Regions from separate parts of the Mus musculus genome. Here regions 1, 2 and 3 are each linked to region 4. The links are chromatin contacts, called in public Hi-C and promoter capture Hi-C maps. All regions are on one chromosome and are shown on one strand. Each heading gives the region's core, a stretch centred on a gene start, on an enhancer-like site or on the middle of the called end of the contact. The rest is flanking DNA. Distances are from core to core; before and after follow the strand shown. Region 1 has its middle 20 kb from the start of Gm22215. Region 2 has its middle 59 kb from the start of Qpct. Region 3 has its middle 28 kb from the start of Gm17315. Region 4 holds the start of Rmdn2 (regulator of microtubule dynamics 2).

Region 1 (6,568 bases), core at 3,432-5,931, 400 kb after region 4:
CATTACATAACAAGGCTTATTTGTGGGAGGATGTGGTACAGGTCCTTGGAGAGAGAAGAGAGCTCGACCTCAGACAGAAATATGTCCTCTGAAATTCGAGTTGCTTTCTGCTAATTCCCGTGGAGACTGGTGTCAGGTAACGGAGGACAACCTCATAAACACTGTCCCATCTGTCTGGTCCGCTATGCGGCAGCACTTGGGAGCGCTCGTTTCAGGCCTTGAAGTCAAACCTTTGTATAGCAACCTTGAATAGAAAGGCAGCGGGAAGGTCTATAATACAGTGGGAAAGGTGTTCTCTATCCCTGCGGCTTGGAGCTTTGGGTTTAGACACCCACAGGAGTTGTTTAAAAACACTCGTGCGTTTTGCCAGAAAGTTGAAGAATTGGGAGGTGATCCATAGAGTCCTCTAGTCCTGAGATGGAAGCTTCAAAGGGAAAGGGATTCTTTCTAATCCAAGGGCAAGCATGGATAAAAGGTTCGGAGAGGCTCCACAGCCACAGATGCAGGAGACTTACAAGGCTTCTTATCCTCCGTAAAACACACACACACACACACACACACACACACACACACACACTCACACACAATTAACTTAGGGCTAGGGGTACAGTGGTAGAATAGTTTGCCTAACAAACTTGTATGTGAGTGTGTATATGTTTGTGTGTGTGTGTGTGTATCTTTCTGTGAGTGTGTGTGTATGTATGTATATGATGTGTGTATTTGTGTGTATGGTGTGTGAGTGTGTGTGTATGTGGGTATATGTGCATGCATGGTGTGTGTGTGTGTGTGTATTGTGTGTGACTGTGTGTATGTATATGTATGTATGTATAGTATATGTGTGTATATGTCTCTGTGGTTTGGGTGTATGTGTGTATGCTGGGTGTGTGTGTGTGTGTGTGTGTGTGTGAGAATGTTATTAAAGCTTGAACCTCGCCGGGCGTGGTGGCGCACGCCTTTAATCCCAGCACTCGGGAGGCAGAGGCAGGCAGATTTCTGAGTTCGAGGCCAGCCTGGTCTACAAAGTGAGTTCCAGGACAGCCAGGGCTATACAGAGAAACCCTGTCTCGAAAAACCAAAAACAAAACGCTTGAACCTCAAGCTTTTATGCATGTCAGTCATTCTGCCACAAGTTACATCCCCAAGCTCAATACCACAGAAAATAAAAATTTTAACGTAACTCTAAGTTGAAGGCTTCTTTTTGGTCTGTTTTTTTTTTCACTCTGAGCTTGGTGTACAACAGATCCAGCAGGCTCTGGTGTGCCACAGGGGCCAGGAGCTGCTTTGGACTGCAAGAGCTGCCTATCCGGCCCTAGGACTCCCCTTTCTGTCTGTTAGCTATGCCTTTGCCTCTTCTGTGCAGTAGCTGGAGCCGTGATGAGAACAGGAGACAGAAGTTGGTCAGTGAGTTTAGAGCAGGCACCCCAGAGGCAGTCCAGCTCTTATCCTTGGCCAGAGAGATGCCAAAGGGAGACTCTGGTTTCTGCTTTAAATGTCAGAAGCATTTCTGAGGGGTGGGGAAGAAGGCTATAGTTTCAGGTCTGGTTTCTTGTTATCTCTCTTTGACACAGCCACCTGGAAGGTATTCATGATGCAACCAAAGCCCAGCCACTCTCCCTTTATCCAGCAGCTTTAGAAAGGATCCCAGGGCTTTCGTGGTGCAAGTGGGTTATATCTATTATCATCTTAGTAGGGATGCAATTACTCTTTGGGCCCGTGTACTCAACCGGTGTCTTAATTTTGACTCCGGTCATTTACAGTTGATCTACACTCAGTCATCTGCAGTCGAATGCTTTACAGCTGGGTCCCATTATGCTCCAAGACCTGAAAGTCATGCAGGTCCCTCAATAACTGGAGTGGGATCTGTCTCTGAAGCTGTTGCCTGCCTATGGATCCTGTTCCACTAACTAGGTTACCTTGTCTGGCCTCAGCAGGAGAGGATGTGCCTAATCCTGTAGTGACTTGATGTGCCAAGATGGGGTGGGGTGGGGATGGGGGATGGCTCTCTCTTCTCAGACTAGAAGGGGACTGGGGGATAAGATAAGAGAGGGGGACCAGGAAAGGGGCTGCAATCTGGATGTAAAGTGAATAAGTAAATTAATGAAAAAAAGAACGAAGATTGTAACCCCAATTTCAGTCCATCTCCTAAATGATTTTTAAGATCTCAGCTCTTGTAGGGGAGGGGTTAGGTTTCTAGAATGGATTAGTGATAGTTTTAGAGGCCATTGTGGATGGGTCTCTACTTCATGGTTGGCTTTAGACCCCACCTCCCATCTCCCCGATAACCCTGGAAAGGGAAATGCCACAACTCAGGACTTAAACATCACATGAAAAGTCAGAGGAATCAGGGCTCTGATAAGAGAAAGGCACTCTCTCCTGGTCAAACAAGTGGGCCTTGAGTTCAGCCTGGGGAGAGACACAGCATCCTAATCTACTCCAAAGATCGGAGCATTGCAGACCATTGTCCCCTCCCTTAGTCAATGCAGCGAGGACTGTCAATCACCTGGTCAGAAGACACCACCCCACCAGAAAGCTGATTCACATGAAGTCATGCGGAAGAGCTGGGAGGACCAACCATCCCTTTGATGATGCAGTGTGCTCATCCCTCTCAGAAGCCTCCCTGCTCTTCCTTTTTCTGCCCGGGCAAGCTTTCCCTGACACATTGTATCTGCATCTACATAAATCTCAGAAACGAATGCCCCAGGCTTCATAGCCTAGGTGAAAGCATAAGGCAGGTGGGGTGGCTCATTCCACACTTGCTGCTCTTACAGAGGGCCCAAAGTCACTCAGCACCATCCACAGCAGGTGGTTCACAGCCACTGCCCACAACTCTGACATCTTCACAGGCACCAACATACATGCCATACACACATATACACAAATACACATGAGAAAGACTCACAGACACACACACAGATACATATAAATTTTGTTTGTTTGTTTGTTTTTCAAGACAGGGTTTTTCTGTGTAGCCCTGGCTGTCCTGGAACTCATTCTGTAGACCAGGCTGGCCTCAAACTCACAGAGATCACCTGCCTCTGCATCCCGAGAGCTGGGATTAAAGGCATGCACCAACACCACCTGGCCATAAATATTTTTACATAAAATAAAATAAAAAGAGATTGGTGGTTATGAGCTCTGGCTGCTCTTTCAGAGAACCCAGGTTTGATTCCCAGGACCCATACAGAGGCTCACAGCCATCTGCACCTCCAGTCTCAGGGGATCTGACAGCCTCTTCTGGCCTCCTCAGGCAGCAGGCATGTACGTGGTGCACCAACATACGCGCATGCAAAACATCCGCCCACATAAAATAAAATAAGAGTAATTCTTTTAAAACTACTTTTTTTAACATGAGGTAAAGATGCATAAAATGCTTCAGAATGCAAGAGAAGCAAACTCTTAATTATACCTTGTAAAATGCATAACTAATAAAAGTAATAAAATATTAACAGATACGCCTCCATAGCCACATAAAAACCTAAGTGAAAAGCAATTAAAACCCTAAGACAGGGACATTGTACTAAATATCCCAAAAGGACAAGGACTGGTTCTACTTAGCCAGAGTCACATTATAGAATCAGGAAATGAAGAATTTCACTGTCGATCCATCTTCTCTGCCCCCTCAGGAGCTGAGATCTCCAGGCAGTGGCAGTGACCCCCTTTCCCAGCTCCAAATCCCTTCCCTACCACTCCCCTCCCATTCTCTCTTTTTAAAAAAGATTTATTTTATATGTATGTGTTTTGTTTCATTTGCATGCATGTCTGTAGTGAAAGGCATGTTGGAGCCCATTAGACTCCAGTTATAGTCGTGAGCCACCATGTGGTTGCTGGGAATTGAACTCAGGACTTCTGGAAGAGCAGATGATGCTCTTAACCACTGAGCCATTTCTCCAGCCCCTCCTCTCATTCTCTTGACCCTGCTCTGTGTGCATCCCAGAGCAGATCAACAGGTCCCGGAACCAAGCAAATAGCCACTAGGGAGCACAATGCTCCTTCTTGCAAACACTTCTGATATTTTCTCCCAAAAAAACCCAGCTATTTGTCAATCTTCGTACACTGGCTGGTGGAATTGAGAGATTCCTGGACTGAGGGTCATGGCTCCAATTCTGCCTTCCTCCAAAAGGGAAAAGGGGCTTGGCTGACTCCAAGTTCAAAGGGTTCTAGATCTTGGAGAAGGAGGCAACATTTGATCTGACCTTCCAAGGATAGTTCAGATTTAGTAAAATAAAAATCAATGCTCCGGTGAGAGAGTGAAGCAGAGGCGGAGGTCCCAAGATAAGAAGTTGCTGGATCTGTAGGCATGCCATTTAGCTAGATCAGACACATGGCAAGGAGCACTGTGTGAACCAGATGGGAGCACGTCCTTAAACAGCCAGGTTCTGCTTCGTGTTGTGTCTGACTCAATCTGAGATCAGCCTGCTCCATGTGCTTTGGGTAGGATGGAGACAGTTGAGCAGCCGTTCTCGGGGATGGTGTTTGGGTTGGTACAAGCAAACTGAACGAGAGTCCTGCAGTTCAGAGGTACCCGTGAGGAGCTGTTTAAGATAGCTATCAGTTCAGGAAGAGAACTTCATCTGTGGCCCATGTTACAAAATTAGCAAAAATTCAGACCTTGTTCATCTCATGGGCTGCATGCAGATAGGACAGGGGAACGTTTATCAGTAAAACCAGGGTGAACGTTTTTCTGTCCTCACATAGATAATGGCAGGGAGATGGTGTGTCCCTAGCACCATGTGTGGAGTAAGTAGTAGCTTACAGTCCTCTTCAGACCCAAAGAGCATGTGTGTACAAGGAGTAGAAAGCATTTATATTATCAGAGGAGGGGACCAAAGCAGGAAGGGTGGACAAGGATAGCCCTGTGGGCTTAAAAAGTATCAGCGGTGCTAGGACGCTGTCTCCAGCCCGCAGACATTTCGGACCCACCCTTTCTCTGCCCGACCTTCCTGCTCTTTATTTCTACAGCACTATCACCGTGGTACCTAAAAATTCAGATCTGCTCATTAAGTTCAAAAGGACCCCTGAAGCTGAGCTTAGAGAAGGAGCCACAAAATGAAACAAACTCCTGGGATGATGGGACCTGGCAGACACGGAGAAGAGGAGCCAGCATCCAATATTTATCAAATGCCCACAGGGTGAAAAATCTTATTAGCTGCCTGGAAACTTGGAATAATGAGTCCCTGTTTCCTGCCCTTGAGGACTTAGAGCCTCTAAGGCAACCACAGGCTTTCTGCAGTGCATCCGTAACGTTAGGGCAGTCCGTTATTCCAAAGCTAGTCCTTGCCAGAAGGAACACTCATCTCCAAAGGACACAACGGCTCAGCCCAAGCTGTACTGAGGGCAAACCACTTTGGGAAGGGAGTCATCAATACAGAGACTTGTTTAGCGGAAGGATTCATGGGGCTCCCAAAACTAAACCAAGAGTCTCAGGGCGGTGAGAAACCGAGGTCACTGGAGGCAAGATTCACAAACTCTGTTCAAATGATAGCCAGAGAGGCCAGATCCGTGGTTCTAGCTCCCATTTTCCCACCACTTCCACAAGTACTCTAAAAAGAAGACTTAATCTTGGGGCTGGAGAGATGGCTCAGCAGTTGAGAGATTTTACTGCTTCTATAGAATCTGGATCCCAGCATCTACACTGGGTGAATCAAGGAAAATCAACACCCTATTCGGGGTTCCATGGACATGACCTCAATCTCTCTCTCTCTCTCTCTCTCTCTCTCTCTCTCTCTCACACACACACACACACACACACACACACACACACACACACACACACACTAACTACAAGAGGGAGAGGAAGAAGGAAAGAGGGAGGGAGGGAGGGAGGGAGGGAGGGAAGGAGAGAGAGAGAGAGAGAGAGAGAGAGAGAGAGAGAGAGAGAGAGAGATCTTTATTTGAGACGGGGTTTCTCTTCCTATCTCTGACTGTCCTGGAACTCACTCTGTAGACCAGACTGACCTTGAACTCACAGAGATCCTCCTGGCTCTACCTCCCAAGTGCTAGGATTAAAGGTATGTACCACAATGCCTAGCTATAAATCTTTCTTAAATTGTTTAATCTTGTTCGTCTGATAAATATGGATCTACAGTTGTCTTCTTTAATAAATCTTTTTAAAAAGTATTTTCATTGTAAATTGTTTATTTGGGTTTTTTTTTGTATTTATTTATTTTATATATGTGACTACATTGTAGCTGTCTTGAGACACACCAGAAGAGGGCACTGGATCTCACTACAGATGGTTGTGAGCCACCATGTGGTTGCTGGGAATTGAACTCAGGACCTCTGGAAGAGCAGTCAGTGCTCTTTTTTTTTTTTTTTTAAGATTTATTTATTTATTATATGTAAGTACACTGTAGCTGTCTTCAGACACTCCAGAAGAGGGAGTCAGATCTTGTTACAGATGGTTGTGAGCCACCATGTGGTTGCTGGGATTTGAACTCTGGACCTTCGGAAGAACAGTCGGGTGCTCTTACCCACTGAGCCATCTCACCAGCCCCCAGTCAGTGCTCTTAAATGCTGAGTCATCTCTCCAGTCCTACAGTTGTCATTTTCTTTAATTATTTATTTATTA
Region 2 (6,801 bases), core at 2,074-4,573, 500 kb before region 4:
TATTCCTGCACAAACATCATGACCAAGAAGCAAGTTGGGTGGGGGGCCGGGGAGGGTTTATTGAGCTTACACTTCCATACTGCTGTTCATTACCAAGAAGTCAAGACTGGAACTCAAGCAGGTCAGGAAGCAGGAGCTGATGCAGAGGCCATGGAGGGATGTTCTTTACTGGCTTGCTTGCCCTGGCTTGCTCAGCCTGCTCTCTTATAGAACCAAGACCACCAGCCCAGAGATGGTCCCACCCACAAGGGGCCTTTCCCCCTTGATCACTAATTGAGAAAATGCCTTACAGTTGGATCTCATGGAGGCATTTCCTTAACTGAAGCTCCTTTCTCTGTGATAACTCCAGTTGTGTCAAGTTGACACACAAAACCAGCCAGTATATCATCTTAGGTAGAGCTTGGCCTTGTGGATATGGTGGCTGGAGAGGAAAAGGCCCCAGGAGATCTCATTATGATGCCGAAGCTGGGGTTTGCCTGTGTCTTGGAGAGACTTCTTATTTCATGACTGTGGCCCCTTCCTACAGGAGATGTCCTGCTTCCCCTCTCTGTTCCCTACGGTGGTGGAAACTTGATTGTGCGGACCTTCAGTTTCCACAGAAGTTCAAAGGTTCACCAAGTACCGTTTAGAGTATGTAATTTGACCATTGAATAACAGGGTGGACTTCAAGTTTCTGGTTACCAGACAAGGGAAGTGGTGCTAAATGGAAGCAGAAACCCCAGTGCAGGCTCCGGAACAAGGAACCACATTGGCTTAAGATGGGGCAGGGGCCTCACTGTCCTTGGAAGTGAAGTCTGCGGTGTTTCTTGTTAGTTGTCTGGGCCAATCACAGTGTTTTTCTGGGCCACGATATCCTCAGCTGCAACCTCATTCTCTGCAGGGATTTGTTGAGCCCTAAAAGCCATGTGGCCACTCTGAGTAGTGTTCAAGGGCTTTACCTTTGGCCTTGTGGCTGAATTCAAATCCCGATTCTTCAATATAAAACACATTCAACATTGATCAGGCTATATTTCCTTTCTCTCATGTGGATATTGGGATTTCACTCACAGGGTTTTAATTAGGTGAATTAACACTTTTAAAAACAGCGTGTGAGAATGTCTGGCACTAATTATTCATGAAGGATGCTCACGAGTATGACCTTACACAAGGCTGCTTTCTTTCCTGTTTGTTAATTTTCATGTGATAACAAAGGAATGGGTTTCAATATGAATTTTATAAACACACTGCATTCTTTGTTCTTATTCACACACAACTCTCTCCCCCTTTTCCCCTCAACACTTGTCCCTTCCTCTTTCATGTCTCATGTATTTCTCTGCCCTTTCTTATTTCTCTCGTTCCCCTTCCCTCTTCTAGTCTACTCCCTCTCTCCCTACACACATGTACACACACACACTCTACATGTGAAGAACATGAAATATTTATCATAATTCTGTAACTGACCTATTTCCCTTATCATCCCTAGTTCCATCCATTTTTTCTGAAGATGTCATGGCTTCATTATTTATACCCATTTTCTTTACTATTCATCTATCGATGAACATTGTAATCTGGTCCTATAACTTGGCGATAGTAAATAGTGTTTCGATATACATGGACAGATAAGTGGTTCTGTAGTATTTTAATTTAGTCTCCTTTGGGTACATTTCTAGAAAAGAAAACATAGCTGGGATCATATAGTAATTCTATATTAGGAATTACTGAGGAACCACCTCCTGATGTCTCGAATGGTCAGAGAACTTCACACTTTCCCTCTACACCATGCTTGTCAGCTTTCGGTTGCTATTTTAGTGATAACCATTCTGACAGGGGTGGTCTAGAATCTAATTGTAGTTTTGGTTAGCATTTTGGTTGGGGTTACTTTCAAGGGACGGTATTTTATATAAAGGTGGCATCCACAGTCAGCTGCGAGGCTCTTGTCACGTTTAACAATGAGACTGGTAAAGATCAGAGGAGTGTAGTGACTTGCTGGTGTGTGTAAGAGCCAGGACCTTGAAATACTCCGGGGGAGAAATGAGTCAGACATTCACCGAAGAGACAGAGTTGGATTAATCTACTCTGGTGAGCAGACTTTTTACGCACAGCCAAGGACAGAAGAAAACCCTCCACACAGGTGATACCAATAGGCTGCCACTAGCATCTGAGAACATCCTCTGGGCGGGCTTCCTAGGAGCAATACTGATGCTGCCTTGCGTGTCTGCTCCTGCTGCCCTTACTTTCTAACTTTGTCTGCTAAATTAGGAAGTCAAGATGCAGTTAGCACGGCCATGAGGACCAGACTCCGCTTTTGTTTGGCCCCTCTGAGGCAGCTCCCGAGGCGGAGCTCCAGTAGTCCACCTCGGATCTTTAACACCACCGCTCCTTCGTTTTTTATAGCTACTATTCTTTTTTTTTTTTAAAGTCATTGAAATGATTGCTTCACAAAGTTTTGTTTTGTTGGTTTTTTTTTGTTTTTTTGTTTTTTTGTTTTTGTTTTTTTGTTTTTTTGGTTTTTCGAGACAGGGTTTCTCTGTATACCCCTGGCTGTCCTGGAACTCACTTTGTAGACCAGGCTGGCCTCGAACTCAGAAATCTGCCTGCCTCTGCCTCCCGAGTGCTGGGATTAAAGGCATGCGCCACCACGCCCGGCTGAAAAGTTCTTATTTATTGCTCTTTAATATTTTCTAAAGCAATGCAGTTATTACAGTAAGTTTGAAAAGTATAGAGGTATAGAAATAAGAAAACAGTAATATTTCTCTCCCTCCATTCCCTCTTTTCTTTTCCTTTTGCAGAGATATGCATTGGACTCAGGCCTTGTACATGCCAGACAAGCACTCGGACTCTGAGCTCTTGGCCTTCTTAGATTTCTTCCTATGAATGAATATATATGAATATATACATATGTATATGTATATATATGTGTATATGTGTGTATACATAGAATATATATATAATCTTTTCCTATTCATATAAATTTTACTGTCAATCATTATCCTATCCATACTTTGCACATATAATATCCTTTCTTGAATTATTTTAAAGAACATTGTATGTTAATAAATGATTTGAAAACAGTTTTTAATGGCTCCATGGTAGTCCATTGCAGGAATAAATCAGAGTGTATTTATTTTAATCTCCCTCAGTATTTCTAATATTTTACTTTCATAAATAAACAATACCTGATGAAGTTTTGCATATAAACCTTTGTCCAGATCTCTGTTTCCTTGACAGTAGACTTCACACATAAAAGGGTGACAATTCGCATTCAGGGTTCATCTGGGTTTAGGGCAACTGAACTCCGGGATGACTGCTTTCTGCATGAACCTCAGGCTGCCAGTAGGTGTCGACTTTGCCTCATGTTTCTTCTTGCAGCTCTTTATCCATTTATTTTCAGGATCATCTTTGAAGGGCTGTGGGAGAATGCATTGTTAGTAAGTCAATAGAGTTCAAATATAAAATTTGAAGTCTCTCCCAAGGGTCACAACCCCGAGTGCCCGAGGGCTTGGCTATTTTTCTTTTCTATGTGTTGCTGATTGTATCCAACCCAGCAGCCTATGTGGTGCTGACCTGCTACTGAGAGAAATACAGTCAGTCAGCACAGCCTGCAAGGCTCTCTAGGAATGTGTACACATGCATCATACACACACACACACACACACACACACACACACACTCACACACGCACACACGCACACACGCACAAGGAGAGGGGAAAGACATTCGCTTTTGCCTAATGAGTGTATTCTTGAAGCATCCTATAATTAAAAATTGATAACCTTATAGAGATATCTATTTTAGACAGCCTCCTTTCTAAATAAGGAAACTGAGTCTTGGAGAGGTTAACTTGTTAACATGGTACAAGTATTGAGATGGTTAATCGCTGTTGTTGATGTGTTTAGATTGAGAGTCACCGGGGAGACCGAGGCACACGTCTTAATGTATCTGTAAGGACATTTTCAGGATGGCTTAGTGGAGAGGGAATGATGAACCTGAGTGTGGGTGACATTGTCCCACGGTCTGAAGGCCCAGATGGAATAAGAAGAGGAAAGAAATAGCAAGCCAAGCTACTGCTGGCTTTCCTGGACTGCCAAGGTGTGTCTACTCAGCTTTTACCACGCCTTCGCTGTGCCACGGAGAACCAACACCTCTGGCAACTGGAGTTCAACATGTTTTTTCTCCCTTAAGATGTTTCTTTATGGTGTTTTGTCACAACGATGAGAAATTTGATGAGCGCATGCTATGCTGAAGCAGAATTCAGATCCGGACATTTACCTTTTAAAAAAAGAAAAAATATATTTTTCTATCTGTATGTACACCTGCATACCAGAAGAGAGCATCAGATCATATTATAGATAGCTGTGAGCCCCTGTGTGGTTGCTGGGAATTGAACTCAGGACCTCTGGAAGCCCATACAATGATCTTAACTGCTGAGCCCTATCTCCAGGCGCAAGCACACTTATCTTTGAAGTGTATGACTTTAACAATTTCCCCATCTTTGTTAAAAAAAAATAAATCTACAATACCAAAGCTCTTTATTAACCACCTGGACATGGGTTTCTAAGAATTGTGTTTATAAGATCTTCCTGGGATATTCACGTGGGCATACCAACTGTAGACACCCATTTCATTTGCACTGGGACTGACTGGACAAATTAGAAGCCTTGGCTAAAGAGAATAGGTTGACCCATGTGAGCTGAGTGTTCAAGTCACTTGTCTTATGACAGCAACAAAGGTCTTCAAACCCTGGGACTGGCCTTACAGAGACCAGAAAATGTGTTTCGAAATTTTGACCTTTGTTGCTAGGCAACCACTCTCCCCCCCCCTTTTTTTTTGCCAGAACAAAAATATTATTAGCTGATACCTGGTTCATTCTTTAGCCTAGCAGCAGGGTGTTCAGGCCTGGTTCTGTGCTTTAGGCTTAGGCAGACCTGAAATTGACTTGTAGTTGTGCTGCTTACAGACGGTCTCTGAGACTGACCAGGTTCTTTAAGCTCTGTGCCTCAGTTTCTTCCTCAGAAGGCTGGGTATAACTATACCTGCCTCACAGAATGGAGGTGACTGCAAGATATTGACAGTATAAGTGTTACATCCTGTGCCGAAATTGCTGTCTAGGAGCTAACAGAAAGGAATAATATTCAATAAATAACAGGGAGACAATGTTATTATAAACCTAGATGTCTTTTAAATTATTCATAAGTAGCCTATTCACATGCATAGCAGAAATCCACTCATTGTAGTTGTTCATTTCATGATTTCTTAGTATATCTGTTCATTTGTGCAACCTGTGTGGTCTGCCCTTTCATTGCTAGTCTCCCATTCCTGCCTTTAGCATGGGAGTGTTTACTCTGTACTGTTGTAGGTTTGGAGCATGTAACTTTCTTCTTGATTTTACAGGGACTCAGAGCTAAGGCATTGCCTTGTGTCTCAGAAGACACTTTGGGCTTTTTGTACAATGCTGGGACTGTTAACCCTTTTAAAGTTAGACTGAATGTATTTTCCATCATGCGGTAGTCATGCGGTTTGGCCCTGAGGTGGAATGCTGTGGTTTATCTCTGAGAAGTCCCACAGGCTCATATTTTGAAGGTTGTGAAGGTAGGCGGTAGGGCCTGGCTGGTGGAAACAAGCCACTAGAAGAAGCCCAATTCCTGTTTTAAGAGACATTTATATCATCCAAAGAGTTCTCTTTTGCCTGTTTGCTGGCTGTTGTTACTTACAGTCCTCTCTTACATAACAGATAGTTCTTCTATCTCTAGAAATAGTCCATTTTTGGACATGTAATTCACATGAAGTGGTAAAATATGTGATCTTTAATGTCTGGCTTCTTTACCAAGCATATAGTTGTAGAATGTAGTAGTATGTATATAGTATAGTATGTAGTATGTATATAGTGTAGTATGTAGTATGTATCAGTGGCTTTTTCTTTTTTCCTTTCTTTCTTTCTTTCTTTCTTTCTTTCTTTCTTTCTTTCTTTCTTTCTTTCTTTCTTTCTTTCTTTCTTTCTTTCTTTCTTTCTTTCTTTCTTTCTTCCTTCCTTCCTTCCTTCCTTCCTTCCTTCCTTCCTTCCTTCCTTCCTTCCTTCCTTCCTCTTCCTTCCTTCCTTCCTTTCTTTTTTTTTTTTTTTGACAGGGTTTCTCTGTGTAGCTCTGGCTGTCCTGGAACTCACCTTGTAGACCAGGCTGATCTCGAACTTAGAAATCCGCCTGCCTCTGTCTCCCGAGTGCTGGGATTAAAGGTGTGCGCCACCACGCCCAGCCAAATAATGTCTTTTTTTTCTTTCTTTTTCATTGTTGAACAATTTCCCATTGTAATTATATAAAATGCTCACCAGTTGATGGACATTGTATCATTTTTATGTTTTGTCCATTTAGCATCTTGAACATTTGTTCTGAGTTTTTCTATACATACATGTTTTCAGGCTTTTTGGATATACCTAAAAGTAAAACTGCTTGGTAATCTGGTTAACAGTTGAGTGTTTTAGAGAAATTATCAAACTGTTTTCTAAAACACGCATCATTTTAGTTTCTCCACACTTTTACCAACATCCATCACTACCTCTTATTTTAATGACAGCTGTCCTAATAGATCAGAAATAGTATTTCCCTGTGAGATTGGCATCACCATGTGATTATCATGTGTAATATTGCCTACTATATTTGCTTGTTTACACACACACACACACACACACACACACACACACACACACACGATCTTACTATGTAGTCCTGGCTGTCCTCAAACTCTTCATTTATACTCAGGCTGGCCTCAAACTCACAGAGATCTTCCTGCCTCTGGCTCCTGAGTGCTGGGATCGAAGATGTGCACCAC
Region 3 (6,571 bases), core at 2,330-4,829, 290 kb before region 4:
GAACACAAACAGCTGGTTCTGGCACACACTGGAAGGGAGGATGGACAGATGTCACCTAATGATGGCATGTACTGACCGGCTAACAAAAAAAAAAATAGAAAAGCTTTTTACTCATTATTCTGAAACGTTGTTGGAAAATCATTATGCTTCACCTAGGTATGCAAACTTATTTACACAGATAGGTGTGTAAATAACACAATAAAATTGCTTATATAGACAGAGTCCTTGAAATACAGTTGCCAGAATCACATATCCCGCTTTGTGTCAAGGATCTTTCTTGGTGACACTCTTGCCTTGCTTTCTTTTTTCATTATTTCTTTTTTTCTGTCATTTAGGTTGCTTTTTCTTTGTGGTTTAATTTTTAACTATTAATTTTTTGTAGTATTGTGTACTGCTCAACTTCTTTCAAAGCATGAAACATTGTTACCATTTGTTTCTCTTTTCTGTCATCTGTCTGGCTTAGCTCTTCTCTCTCTGTCTCTCTCTCTCTCTCTCTCTCTCTCTCTCTCTCTCACACACACACACACACACACACACACACACTCACATACTATACATATGAGAGCTGACGCACACTTTAACATATAGCCATATCTATGTAGAGTCTGTTCCTTGATTTAACAACTATGACGTTAGTGAATATAAGTCCACACACCTGACCCAGGAAAGAGAAGATAGAATTGCTTGCCTTTATTCTCAGATCTTACATCTAGACTCTTGATTCACAGAATGTTTCAGGGGGCACTACTCATTCAAACTACCACACATACCAATTAGGTTATAAAATCATTTCTCCTGACTTCCTGTGCTATTATGTGCTCACACAGAGCAGGGCAGGGCATCTGAGACACAGCAACTTCAGTGCATTTAGATAATGTTTGGGGAAGGTGACAGGGTTTTGTTTTCTTTTGTGCCAATTTGTACATTAGTGTGTCTTAAGTGGAAGATTAAAAACTTCTTAAAGCACTAATGTTGATTAAAAATGTTTGTTTAGAGTTGAGTTCCAGGACAGCCAGAGCTACACAGAGAAACCCTGTCTCAGAAAAAAAATTAAAAAAAAAAAAAGACTCTTACAAGATCCAAATCCCATTCTTGTCCTTCAACCATTTTAAAAGCCTGCTCAAACAGCTTTATCTCATTGTATAAATAATAATGTTTTCTATAGAACTACTTTTCTTTTATTAGGTAATTAACTAAAACTTTTAAATATAGAAAAACAACCCAAATCCATGCAAACATTTGTAAGTATGCATTTTTTTTGAAAAAGTTTTAGTCTGTCTTTTTGTTTTAATAAAGAGGATGTCTTAGTCAGTGATCTATTGCTGTGAAGAGACACCATGACCACGGCAACTCTTATAAGAGAAAATGTTTAATTGGGACTGGCTTACAGTTTCAGAGGTTCAGTCCACTATCATTATGGCAGGAAGCATGACAGCATCCAGACAGACATGGTGCTGGAGAAGGAGCTGAGAGTTCTATATCAGGATCCAGAGGCAACAGAGAGAGAGAGAGAGAGAGAGAGAGAGAGAGAGAGAGAGAGAGAGAGAGAGAGAGAGAGAGAGAGAGAGAGAGAGATTGAGAGAGAGAGAGAGAGAACAGAGAGACAGACAGACAGAGATAGACAGAGAGACAGACTCTGGGCTTGACAAGAGCTTTGAAACCTCAAAGCTCACCCCCAGTGGCATCCTTCTTCCAGCAAGATCATACCTACTCCACTAAGGCTGCACCTCCTAATCCTTTCAAATAGTGCCACTCGCTGGCGACCAAGTATTCAAATTTATGGGGGATATTCTTATTCAAACCACCACAGCACAGAACCTAATAGCTCCTTTTTCTCTTCCTCAAAAATTCTACTCCAAAAGGATACCATTTCTCCTATTCAGTTAATGTGGGAGAAGACATTCATGTGGAGTAATTTTTAAAAGTGTATTTGACAACCATTAATTTCAGTTGCCACTTCTAATCTGTTTATTCCTTCTCCCTTCATGTCATGTATTGAACAATAGGTCCGTGCTGGCCTGGAGGACACTTCCTCCTGAGGATGGACTCTGATACAGTGGGAAACCCATTGGATGGAGGCAATGAGTGATAGGGCTACAAAGTAAAAGAAATCAGCTTTCTGGGGGCTCAGACCCAGGAGGTGACACTTGTGATGGAGACATCATTGTGTTAGGGAAAGAGGAAGACTTGTACAGAGATGTGGAAGCTGGGAAGGCTGGAACAAGGAGTAGGCAGCAGCAGTGAATGGGACAGAAGGGGAGGAAATGGGGCGGTGGGATGGCTGGGGCAAGCAAAGGCCCTGAGGTCTGTTTTGAAGAGCCTGAACTCCTCTTTTCTCATGGGGACCTGGTGAAGATTACAGCTGGGATGGGGGCTTTAAGTGGATGGTGTTGGATCCAAAGGTTCTTATAATAGTATGAACATGGGATTTAAAACTAGAGATTTTTTCCCAGAAGCTTATATACAAACCTACTATGTATCATACAAAAAGATTAATGTATAAATATACACTGCTCTTCTTCCCTTTCTCTACTCTCTCCAGAAAAAAAAATCTGGCAGAACCACTGACTAGGAATTGGGTTTCGTTTGGAGTTCTTTGAGAGACAGCTATGCATAGGGGAGAGAGATGGTTTTGAAAAGGTCAGCTCAGAGCCGTTGGAAAATTCCACCAGGCACCCCTCCCCTCCTGGAAGAGACAGGTCAGAGAGCAGGTAGGCCGGAAGGAAGAGGCTAATTAAGCCCTACTACCTCATTCCCTAAAGAACAATCAGTTTAAAGGATGTGCTGTTTCATCAATCATATTGTGCCTAGTTGCTGTTCTGCCCCTGGAAACTGTATAAAAACTTACTGAATGGGCTGCCTAGGGTCACCACCTCTTCTCTGGGTGCAAGATGATGACCCTAGCATGCTGGAACAATAAATTTCTCTTGATTTTGCATTGATCCCTGCTTTGTGTTGTTCACTAGGGGGTCCCTGGTAAGCTAACACTTGTCAGAATCTTACAGTTTAAATGTTGTAAGCAACACTCCTGGAAAGGGACGAGTTGCCAGCACCGTGGCTTTATCCCAGACACCTTCTGTAGATGCCAATTCTGGTTCACGCACCAGTGAGGGTGGCAATGGAAGCACCATGGGCCAGGTGGGAGGCTGTACGGAGCCTCAGCTCATCCCCCAGTGATAGCCAGGAGATGAGGCAATCCAGAGTGGATCTTCCCATAGTGCCAGTGTTGGGAGTCTGGTGTGTTACAAGGGTGCCAAGAAATGGAGCCTTCGATACAGAATGTAGGTAGCTAAGGTCTGGTTACCATGACAGCCCATTCATTTGCTTATAGAGCTTTTAAAATGCCATCAATTTTTCTGTGGAAGACTGATGTGGGAATCCTCGCCCACTGCAACACACTGGCTTTCTTTGTCAGCTGGTGTCCTGAGTGGTGTCTAAATGGACCTTTGGAGAGCCCTCTGGGTCCTTCTTTGATTTGCCTTCTGCATCCTGGAAAAGCCCCTTTAATTTGCCTGGCATCTGTGTGGGAAGGAACACTTAGGAAAAGAGCTATGAGAAGACAGTCTCCCTAGCAACCACACACCACGCTGTATGTAGTCTTTCTTAGCTGGATAACAGGGTTAGAATCTGGTTTCTGCCCATATCAAGTGCTGTCTGGGGCTGGAAACATTAAAATGCTTTGAATCATTTCTTCCCCTCCCTGCCCTCTGAGTCCTCCCTCCACTCATACACTATTTTTTGCTGCAGCTTTGCCACAAGTGACAATGACCCTCCCAAAGGAGGCTGAGCTTTGCCTGTGGCCTTGAGCATCCTTCTTGGGAAGCCGCTTTCTCTGCACTTGTAGCAGGAGAGGCTTTCTCAACTCTCAAGGCAGAAGGCTTTGCGTCTCCCTCACGTGACCTGCCTGTCTTTATTGCAGCCAAGGTGAATGCAGAAACTTTTCTTGTAGTACAGACAAAAATGGAGGCAACCAGAGAGTCCTCCTGGCCTTGTGTCCTTAAAGAGCGAAACACTTTAACAGTGTCCTTTGTTAACATTCCATATTAGTGAGCTAGGGCTCCCAGTCCAAAATGCTATAGACTGGGTGGTTTAAACATAAAAGTATTTTTGCAGAGCCCTGGATGCTGGAAATCCAAGATCAAGGTACCAGTAAAGGGGATATCTCCTGAGGCTTCTTTCTTTAGCTTGCAGATGCCTGCCTGCTTGTTGTGTTTCTCCACATAGCCTTTCATCTCTCCCTTCCTTCCCCCCCCCCCCCCCCCGCCCTTGGTGTCTCTTCCTCTCTGCATTAGGGCATAAGTCCTGCCCAATTAGGGTTCCATCTTTGTAAGCATATTGAACCTTAATAAAAACTCTTAAGCCCTCACTCCAAATAGCCACCTGGACATTTAGAGGATACATCTCAACATTCTCTGTCTCTGTGTACTTGTAGTTCTGCATTGGAGTTCTCAGCTAGGCAGCATGCTCTCTGGAGGTTTATGGAAGCATGTTTTCATCTCTTGATGGCTGCTAACATCCCTTGACCCATGGATGTGTCTCTCTGGTCTCTGCCTCTGTGGTTAACTTTCTTCTTCTAAGGGCCTATTTTTCTTTTATCTCTCTGCTATACACAACCATTGCGATTGCCATTAGGGCCTACTTGGGCAACCAAGGTAACTAACTCTATCTGAAGATTTTCAATCACAACTGTCAAACCTCTCCCTCAACTCCCCATTAAAGTTAGCCCCAGGTTCTAGGAATGAGAACATCATATTTTTAGCACTCTAATGACTACCATAGTTATATTATTTGTTAGGTTTTGTTTGTTTTAATAGTGGAGTCAACCTGCAAGGAGCTCTTATTGGAAAGATAGATCACATCCTTCGATCTCACTGTACAATCACCACTGGGGTTTTAAGCACCAGACTGAGTCCAGGGAGCTGATGATGACTGTCCCTTGAGAGGCAAAGTAGATGATGCTCAAGGGTAGGAGACAGGACACCTCCTATGTGTATCTATTTCTTGGCTGGTTAGAAAGGTGGATCTCCTTCCCTTGGCAGCCATTTTTCTGTGGACAGTTTGTTGACCTATGGGTAGAAATTCCCTAGGGGTAGAGGGCCCTGTGGGAAGGTCTTGCTTTCCTCAAATTTTCACCTCCAGGGGGCTTGTCTGTGTTCTACTATCAAAACATTTGTTGGGGGTTCCTCTCATTTATCCAAGGCAGCTGATGGGTAGCCAATGTCCTTAGGAAGTCTGGAGAGCCAGCTGTATTTTTAATAACAGCAAACTCATTCTTTACTTGTTCCCTTTAAAACACAGTGGGGTTGCTGTAGGGTTCCGCTTCACAACACTGCTTTATTTGGTCACAGGGGCTATGGTCAAACTGTGAGAATTTTATTGGATGCTAATCTAATATCTAACATCTCGTTCATCTGTTCTTTCTTCTAGCCATGTACGGTGAAAAGGCTGGTGCAAGAGCACCATAAATGCTGCCTTGTGTCTAATCTCACCCTAATTTTATTCTCCTGCAGCACAGGTAAAGGTTAGAAGATAATCGTGGACTTCTTCTGGTTTTAACAGTACCCCCACTTTCTTTAAAAAAAAAAAGTTCATCTGGTCATTACTGCTGTGAAAAATGCTAACATTTCAAGTGTAGCTTTAGATTATCCCCAAATCTGTGTGTCTGTGAGGTGGGCATTCCTAATGGCTCGTCTCAGGCAAAACCAGCAAAAACCAAACCAAACCAAAAAAATACCCTTGATTGGTTGGTTTCTGTTGCTAAGATAGACAGGGCAGAGCCCCCCCCCCCCTTACTGATTTAGAAGCATTAACAGTTGACATCAGAGACTTACTGCCGTGAAGGCTTGAGACTGTAGTAAGGGAGCAATGCTATCACTCATGGAGAGCTTATGCTAATAAGTTTCTGTAGTTCCTAATTTGGTTGATTTGTAGTTAGATAAACACAAGCTGTGTGTATTTCTTCAGTACCAGGGAGGGGACCAGACAACAATAACTTCCATTACTTCCTTTGGTGAGAGCCACATCCAGTGACAGACAACCCTTTTACGGCTCTACTCTCACCTTCCTGTTTGGTCCCAGGCAAAATGATACATTAAATGAACTCATTGGTTCTTCTCTTCTAACTCTTTTGCTCCCGTTAGATCTGCTCCAGTTGCTAGGGACCTATGCTCCTACAGTCGGCATCTATCATGCAAGTTCACATCCCATTGTGGATGACCTTCAGATGTTATTCTTAATCATTACAGGGGACTCCATGTAACGTGATCCCTCACCTAAAGGGCCCCATCTCCAACAGTGGAGAAGCTGCACAGTGGAAGAATTATTTGGGAGTAGAACTGTCTGTCCAGAGTCACTTGGGATTTACCTGTTTTTATTACAAACAAGGCTAACCATGAGTATGAGCACAACACCCTGCAGAGTTCTAATGGACATTCTTTTTTTGGCAATATCTAGTAAAAATGGAATTTTCCATAAAAGTATAAATAAACAAGTTTTTTGTTTTTGTTTGGTTTGTCTTGTTTGTTTTGGGGGCGGGGAGTGTCAAGGCCTTCAGTTCAAGCTCTATAGATTG
Region 4 (7,060 bases), core at 4,412-6,911:
TAAAAACTTAAGAACTTCTAGCATACTCTGTCAAAGTTGGGGAATTCTTTAACAGCCCTACCTGAGCATCATTTAATTCAGTGTCCACGTTGGTGCTATTTTTGCTGTTAAAGTATCTGATTCTATGATGTTACACATTAATCAACAGATCTTTGTGCTATTGGTATACAGAAGTCAGGAGTGCTGAGAAACATTCTAAAACATAAAATTCTCCTATGGTAATTCTCTGGCCCAAAAAGTCAATAGAACTGATATTGAGAAATTTTGTTCCAAAAAGATCAAAGCCACTTGCTTGGGGCATGAGGAGGCCTTTGCCCTGCACAGTTGAGAACAGTTGAGAGCTACTTTAGTGGTTTCTGTGAGAGATGTGGGGGAGGGCGGGCAGTGAATAAAGACTGAGAGAGAAAGCTTTCCAAGTTTTAATCATTAAGGATGTTAAACCAAGTTATTGCTCAAGATGGGAGGCATGACCAGTGGAAATTTTGATAATGTGGGGTAGCAAAGCATTTTAATTAAATGAAATTTTCAGTTTTCACTTAGATGTATGATGCCATTGACAAGACAACCCAAGCCATAGTAAGGTGGTATGTATTGATCATTTCTGCATCTTAAAGGAGGGAAAATTGTTATATTTAATTTATAATTGTAAATGTTTAGCAAAGGAAAGTACTAAAGTCTAAGTGTCTAAAACACACTTGCTTCATAAGGACTCACTGTGTTTCTAAATGTAAATATCCAAATTCTCTTCCTGCTCCAGGACTTACACTTCCTGCTCTAGGAGTGACTGGCTGGCTATCCACTGTGTATAAAGGTTCTCGAAGCTTACAAGTGAAGGGGTAACTGTGACGACATTCCTATGCGAACCAGCTTCCTTTTTATTTTTGAGGAGGACTGAGGCTGCTTTCCCGAATGTGAGAAAGTCAAAGCACCACCTGGCACAATGAGTTTCTTTGCTCGAATTCTGGCAGAACCTGTGGCCGGTACAAGGAAGACTTAGGTCTGCACTAGCTGGTAAGGAGATACCACAAAGGCAGAGTGCATATCTCTTAACCTTGGTCACTGGAGAGTAATCGACTGCTACATAGCTGGCAGGGGAAGGACTGCCAATGCCAAAACACACAGATGAGTGCTCCCTGACATCAGTACTCAGCTGGAATACAACCCCAAGCCAGGATGCACGTTACCGCATAGATTGTAAAGGATCGTATGGGCTTATTTCGGAAAATGACCATCACTTGAGGCATAATTTTCATAATTTATATCTCCTGTTCTAAACAAACAAACTAAAATTGTATTGGGTTGGAATACACGAGAACTGTGGCTTTATGGGACAGAACTTCTTCTGAAATTGTTGCACTCGTAGGCTTCAGTTTTCATCTTTTTCTAGATTCACATCTCTGGGTGAGAGTCCAAATAAGTATATTAATTATAATGTTAGAAATGAAATTTTATAAATTAAAAAGGCTTTTAACTTTATTATTCAAAAAAGTCTTGAAAATAAAAAACATTACACAACTGATACTAGCCAGATCCAAAGTCTATACGTCTCAGTAAATTTCTATACACTTAGAATGCTCATCCTGATGCTGCGGGGCTTCACACGTGGCCTTTACTGACTCACTGCCTAACATACTTTTATGCACTTATCCACCACCAACACCAAAAACTCCATGACAGAGAACTGGAAAACCAATTAGTTTTATATCCTTTCTCATAATTCATTCCCCATTACCCGCATTCAGTCCTTCTGCCTCCCCTAATATTTAGTCTTTCTTGTTCTCTCTTCTGCCTGTTGTACCGTACAAGGTTTAACAGTGGCTGGTTAATTAACGAGTCCCAATTGTAACCTTAGAGAGTAAATCTGTTCTAATGATTGATTTACATAGCAAAAATGCCCCCCCCCATCTCCTGAACAATTTCTTGTAGAAAATCTGCTCCTACCGGGTAAATCACATTTCTTTGCAAAAACTGAGGTCGGGGGAGCTATGAAAACAGCGAGGGCCAACTGCTTTGCAGCAGAATGTTGACCAACCTCTTCTTTAATCAAGACTTAATTAAAAAAAATCTTCTGTCTACTCACTGCAAGTAAACATCTTCAGTCCCATGTACTGCTACCACTACTTTGTCTCATTCATCTTCAGTTGTATTTGATTCTGGTCAAAGGATGAACTGACCTCGGTTTGTCAAGGACACCCGTCCACAGAGACTCTCACAAGGACACCCTGAGTCATTATCTCTCCCGTTGAAAGAATGGAGGGGCTGAGTTACTCTTTTTAGAATCCCTTTAATTATTCTTTAGAGTTCTCTGAAGAACTCATGCAAGGACATGGCTAAAAGACTCTTCTGCAATTTCTGAAGAAACTTCATAGAATAACCTAGAAAAACTCCTGACAGCCACCAAGTAAGGTTGGTATTGATCAAACAAGGTATTGTTTAGGGCTTTCCTGGAACTTTTTCATTGAACAAAAGCATTTTTTCCATGTGAAAATTGAAAGTTTCTAATAAGAATTAAATATATTAATAAGGTAGTTATATTTTTAACAAATTGACTCAGTTTTCAATTGTTTAAGTAATGTATGTATGTATGTGTATATGTGTTTAAGTATGTATGTACATGTATATGTGTGTATGTGTACATAGATTGGAAACTTGTCACTCATTCTTATTTAAAATGCTATTTTGTAATCTTTTCATTACCAGAATAGTGGACAACCATTTTGCTATATTTAAGTAAATAATAATTTCTTGAATTCATCTATTAACCTTATGAAAATATTTAAGAACTGTAACCTTGTACATATTTAACAAACTATTATCTTGAAGTTCCCATTTAACCAAAGTTATAGTTTTTGGAATTTCTCTCTTGAAATTTCTTAGTGTTTTATAGATCTCTAAAAAAATTGAAAACAACTATTTAATTGGACACTTACATTTTTCCTTTTTTCTCCATATCTCACTCCTAATGGACTCTAAACATGATGAGCATGACAATTTTACATCCTGTTGCTAAGCCTGTATGGTTACCCCTCAGGAACCAAGTGTTCAGAGTTAAGAGTTCAGTTCCTCTTCCAACAAAAGCATTGAGGGCTGGACCTTAATTAGCTGAAGTGGGTAAGGAATACAGACTCCATCATGATAGGCCTGCTGAGAACAGCTGAGGGAGGCTGAGTCCAGTGTTCGATCAAAGGTGGCCTATCCAGTGGGGCTTACGTGGGGTAAAGAGGAAAGCTTTTCAAAGATTGGCTTGATTTTACCTCTAGAGCTGGTGGTGTGGCTTGGACATACTTTTCCCCCTTTCAAGATTTCAGTGTCATCACCAGTAATGTTATTTATCTCACTAGATTTTTTATAAGAGGACAGAATAAGAGAGCACATTTAAAGAATTAAGCCAGAGGAGCTTGAGAGACAGTTCAGCCCTTAAGAGCACTGGCTACTCTTCGATTGAACCCAGAGCCAATTCCCAGCATCCACCTGGTTGCTCACAACCACCTGTATATCCAGCTCCAGGTGACCCAACCCCCTCTTCTAGCCTGTGTAGACAAGGCACACACACTGTACACAAACACGCACGCAGGCAAAACATCCATAAACATAAAATAAAAATCAATAAATCTTTAAAAGAATGAAGCCAGAGAACTGGGAATAAGACTCATCAGACCCTTTCCCTTTCTGCGGAACATTTCCTTCAAGCTCTCTGAGAAATGCGGGTGAGTTTGCTGTTTGGAAACAGGAGTTGGAGACTTCATAACTGAACTGAAGGACTGACAGTTCAGCACTGTTCACAATGAAGTTGAGACTAAAAAACTTTATAGGTGAATGGGAAAAAATCATGGAATGTGGGTTCTAATAGTTGACTGCTATCAATCCTTGAGTTTTACAATAAAATTCCTATCAAATTCTTGACAAAAGGAAAAGTGATTCAGGCCAAGGAAACAGACAGGACACTTAATTGTCTTCAAACCAAACAGTTTGTTTCCCTCAATGGATGTCACAGGTGATTAAGGAATTAGAACTCAGAAACACAAAAGGCACAGGCAAGCAGTAATTATGTCGTAGGGACCAGCGTAGGCTGAAAGCAGCAGGAGGTTTAGACTTCCTTAAACTATTTTTTGTTTGTTTGTTTGTTTTTTGTTTTTTCCAAGACAGGGTTTCTCTGTGAAGCCCTGGCTGTCCTGGAACTCACTCTGTAGACCAGGCTGGCCTCGATCCGCCTGCCTCTGCCTCCCAAGTGCTGGGATTAAAGGCGTGCGCCGCCACGCCCGGCTACTTCCTTAAACTCTTTATCCTTTCATGCATAAACTTTTTTTTTTTTTAATTATATGTAAGTACACTGTAGCTGTCCTCAGACACTCCAGAAGAGGGAGTCAGATCTCATTACGGATGGTTGTGAGCCACCATGTGGTTGCTGGGATTTGAACTTCGGACCTTCGGAAGAGCAGTCGAGTGCTCTTACCTGCTGAGCCATCTCACCAGCCCTCGTGCATAAACTTTTAAAGCACAAATGAACCCCGAGGGACAAGGAATGTGTCCAATAGCTTCTCAAGGGAAAGAGATCAAGGTTGGTGGATTTACCAAGACTAGTATAACCCAGTATGAAAGGAACACCATGTAAGAAGAGATGCCGGGTGGTTTGTTTACAGAGGAGAATGACTAGAGACCGGTCCTGTGAGGGTGTGCTGGGCCATGTCTCCAGCTCCAGCATGCTGTGCTTTTAGTAAAATGGCAGAAGCTAGGTTGTAATAAACTTGATTTCACACTAGGAAGTAAAAATTCTATAATGTGAAATTGTTTTCTTCAATTTCCTTCAGTAAAGAATAGTATATTGTACAATCAATCAACCCTGATTCTTTTTACAGCGGTTTGGTTCTTATGTTTTTGATAAACAGGGGTGCATCCATTTTTAATTCTATTCAGTTCATTGATGGGAACTTTAGTAATTAAGACTGTTCTCAGCCGGGCAGTGGTGACGCACGCCTTTAGTCCCAGCACTTGGGAGGCAGAGGCAGGCGGATTTCTGAGTTCCAGGCCAGCCTTGTCTACAGAGTGAGTTCCAGGACAACCAGGGCTATATAGAGAAACCCTATATTGACCCTCCCCCCAAAAGACTGTTCTCATCAAGTCAAAAGTTTAAGTCAACCATGCTCCAAGTGAGAGCTTTACAGAGGGGCATTTAAGCAGTTTTTTAAAAGTTTGACAGAATTATCATTACACAATCTGCAGAGCGTGATGCTGTGCAAACCTTCAACACCAGCCACCTGAATCCAAGAAGACTGGTTTTGAACTGAAAGCAACTCAAAACAGCAGGGGACAAAGAGGCTGGGAATTTGGTTCATAGAACATCAAAGTGAGTTGAAGTCAGGAAAACCAGATGATGGTGCAAGAAGTCTGCGTTTGACTGAAGGAAGGTTAAAAGTTGTGCCGTGGGGGTGGAGGTGAGCTAAGGGCGGGGAGGCCTTGGAAGCCATCGGTGGCAGGGATGGCCCAGTGGATGCGCCGGGTGGAGGGGGGCAGTTGCCTCCGAGGCGGCCTGCGGGGCGCTCTGCGGGGCTCAGCTTTCCGGGTCGAGAGAAGCAGGCCCGGAGCCCGGGGCTGAGCAGTGCTGGCGGCCGGAGGAGGCGGGAGCCCCGGGCCGCTAGCGGCTCCTCCCCCGGCGCCTCCGTTATCTGGGTCAGACACGAAGGCCACCACGCAGGACCTTGGGACCCGCAGGCTGCACAGGGTTCCACTCGGCCATCCTCTCCTGGCTCGCCCGCTCGCCCGCGGGTCCCGGTTCCCTGGCTCCAGCCCCAGAGAAGCCTGCGCAACGACTCCGGGTGCGTACCTAGCCAGGGAAGGGGTACCTGGGCGGGCTGGGCTCGGCAGCCCGGGTCCGACGGGCGGTGGGGCGTGTGGAAGAAGGCGGCGGCACTTCCGGCGGCTGCTCCACTTCCGGGTCGCGGCCTGCCGCCTGGTGACCTGGGGCTGCGGGCACTCCTGGCACCATCCTAGAGGAGCCTGCGCCCTGGAGAGGTGGCTTCCTGACCCCCGAGCCCAGGCGACCACCGGAGGCGGGCACCGCGCCTCTGCTCCTGCCTCAGGCTCGCGCCAACCTTGTTCTCTTTGCGTGCCCCCCAACTAAAAAAGAAAAAAATTTTGATTGTCTGCCCTTTTTTATACAAACATGGAAACTAGACTAACAGCACTACTACTAACATTTGCAAATAAGTTGAATACTAAAAGGCTCCAAATTTAAATTATAGATGAGGAAATGCATGAAAGTCTGATGGAGTGTTAGAATTCAATGGTAAAGTACTTGCATCGCTGAATACATGATAGCCCCAAGAACTCCGTCCGAATGTTGCCTTCCGAAGCTTGAAACTTAAAGCTGATTTGTAAGGCATGTTGCTTGACCCTCTTGGTCGTTTTCGTTCCTCTTGTTTATGGGTTCGAGCTCTTTATGCCTTCCCCTTATCCCAAGGACCAGCTGATGAATTCGTATGAATGTTTCTTAGGAGCTCGTTCTAAACATTCAAGTTACTTTAAGAACATTAATGTCTAGAGGTAAAACTAAGACATGAACGCAATGTTTTCTTTTAAAAGCATTGTGTGTCCTAGTTCCCTTGGAAGTCAACATTTCATTGTTTCACTAGGTGACTCGCTGCTAATAACCTTTGGTTGTGTACTGTATTAATTTTAGGTCATTTATGCAAACATAATAGCTATCCTTTTTCATCGTAAGTGATTTATAACTGGAAGTTTGTAAACTAATAATGTTTTGCTTCCAAAATGCAAACTTGCATCTTAAAATGAGTTGTAAAGTCTGCTCAATAAATTTTAGTTGCCTTATCTGTACTCAGGACAAGAGTATACTACTATAGTCAAGAGTCTAAAAACAATTTAAGTAATTTTATACAACCTTTTAAAGTACACCGTAGGCAAGCAGATTCTGATTTCCAACTTTTATAGTTTTCCTTGTTCATCCGTGTCATATTTCCGATTATTGACACAAAAGCACACTCCAAGTTACTTCTTGTTTGTGCCTTACTATTTTTATTCAGGGTTTTCAAGTCACTGACATAGA

What was found. Promoter capture Hi-C pulls out the DNA fragments that hold promoters and counts their contacts. Hi-C and Micro-C count contacts between places; a contact is called where the count stands out from the background.
Region 1: a Hi-C map of the G1E-ER4 cell line shows a contact between it and region 4, with 2.2 times the contacts expected there. The contact joins the enhancer-like site here to the promoter of Rmdn2 in region 4. A contact is called at or near these places in 3 of 39 promoter capture datasets (embryonic stem cells, liver and stem cell-derived epiblast-like cells), 2 of 484 Hi-C or Micro-C datasets (the G1E-ER4 cell line and liver) and 3 of 9 other capture datasets (adipose tissue, embryonic stem cells and liver).
Region 2: a Hi-C map of bone marrow-derived macrophages shows a contact between it and region 4, with 11 read pairs. The contact joins the enhancer-like site here to the promoter of Rmdn2 in region 4. A contact is called at or near these places in 3 of 39 promoter capture datasets (cranial neural crest and liver), 2 of 484 Hi-C or Micro-C datasets (bone marrow-derived macrophages and embryonic stem cells), 4 of 115 datasets of contacts at active chromatin or transcription factors (embryonic stem cells and stem cell-derived neural progenitor cells) and 5 of 9 other capture datasets (adipose tissue, embryonic stem cells, liver and 2 more).
Region 3: a contact with region 4 is called in a promoter capture Hi-C map of hippocampal neurons, with 3 times the contacts expected there. The contact joins the enhancer-like site here to the promoter of Rmdn2 in region 4. A contact is called at or near these places in 5 of 39 promoter capture datasets (hippocampal neurons, liver, pre-B cells and 1 more) and 3 of 9 other capture datasets (liver, macrophages and pancreatic islet).

The regions. Positions count from the first base shown.
Region 1 is chr17:80,010,065-80,016,632 of GRCm38.p6, forward strand. No RefSeq gene overlaps it. Among named protein-coding and RNA genes, the nearest start is that of Gm22215, 20 kb to the right of the region's middle. Within about 2 kb of position 4,682, at least 8 of the 459 cell types and tissues checked have an H3K27ac peak or open chromatin away from gene starts, as enhancers often do. A contact at or near this core is called in the G1E-ER4 cell line, where this site is marked.
Region 2 is chr17:79,107,713-79,114,513 of GRCm38.p6, forward strand. No RefSeq gene overlaps it. Among named protein-coding and RNA genes, the nearest start is that of Qpct, 59 kb to the left of the region's middle. Within about 2 kb of position 3,324, at least 5 of the 459 cell types and tissues checked have an H3K27ac peak or open chromatin away from gene starts, as enhancers often do. A contact at or near this core is called in bone marrow-derived macrophages, where this site is marked.
Region 3 is chr17:79,323,737-79,330,307 of GRCm38.p6, forward strand. No RefSeq gene overlaps it. Among named protein-coding and RNA genes, the nearest start is that of Gm17315, 28 kb to the right of the region's middle. Within about 2 kb of position 3,580, at least 30 of the 459 cell types and tissues checked have an H3K27ac peak or open chromatin away from gene starts, as enhancers often do. A contact at or near this core is called in hippocampal neurons, where this site is marked.
Region 4 is chr17:79,609,556-79,616,615 of GRCm38.p6, forward strand. Rmdn2 (regulator of microtubule dynamics 2) reads left to right here and starts at 5,662. Exons shown (of 11, transcript NM_001368314.1): 1 at 5,662-5,813.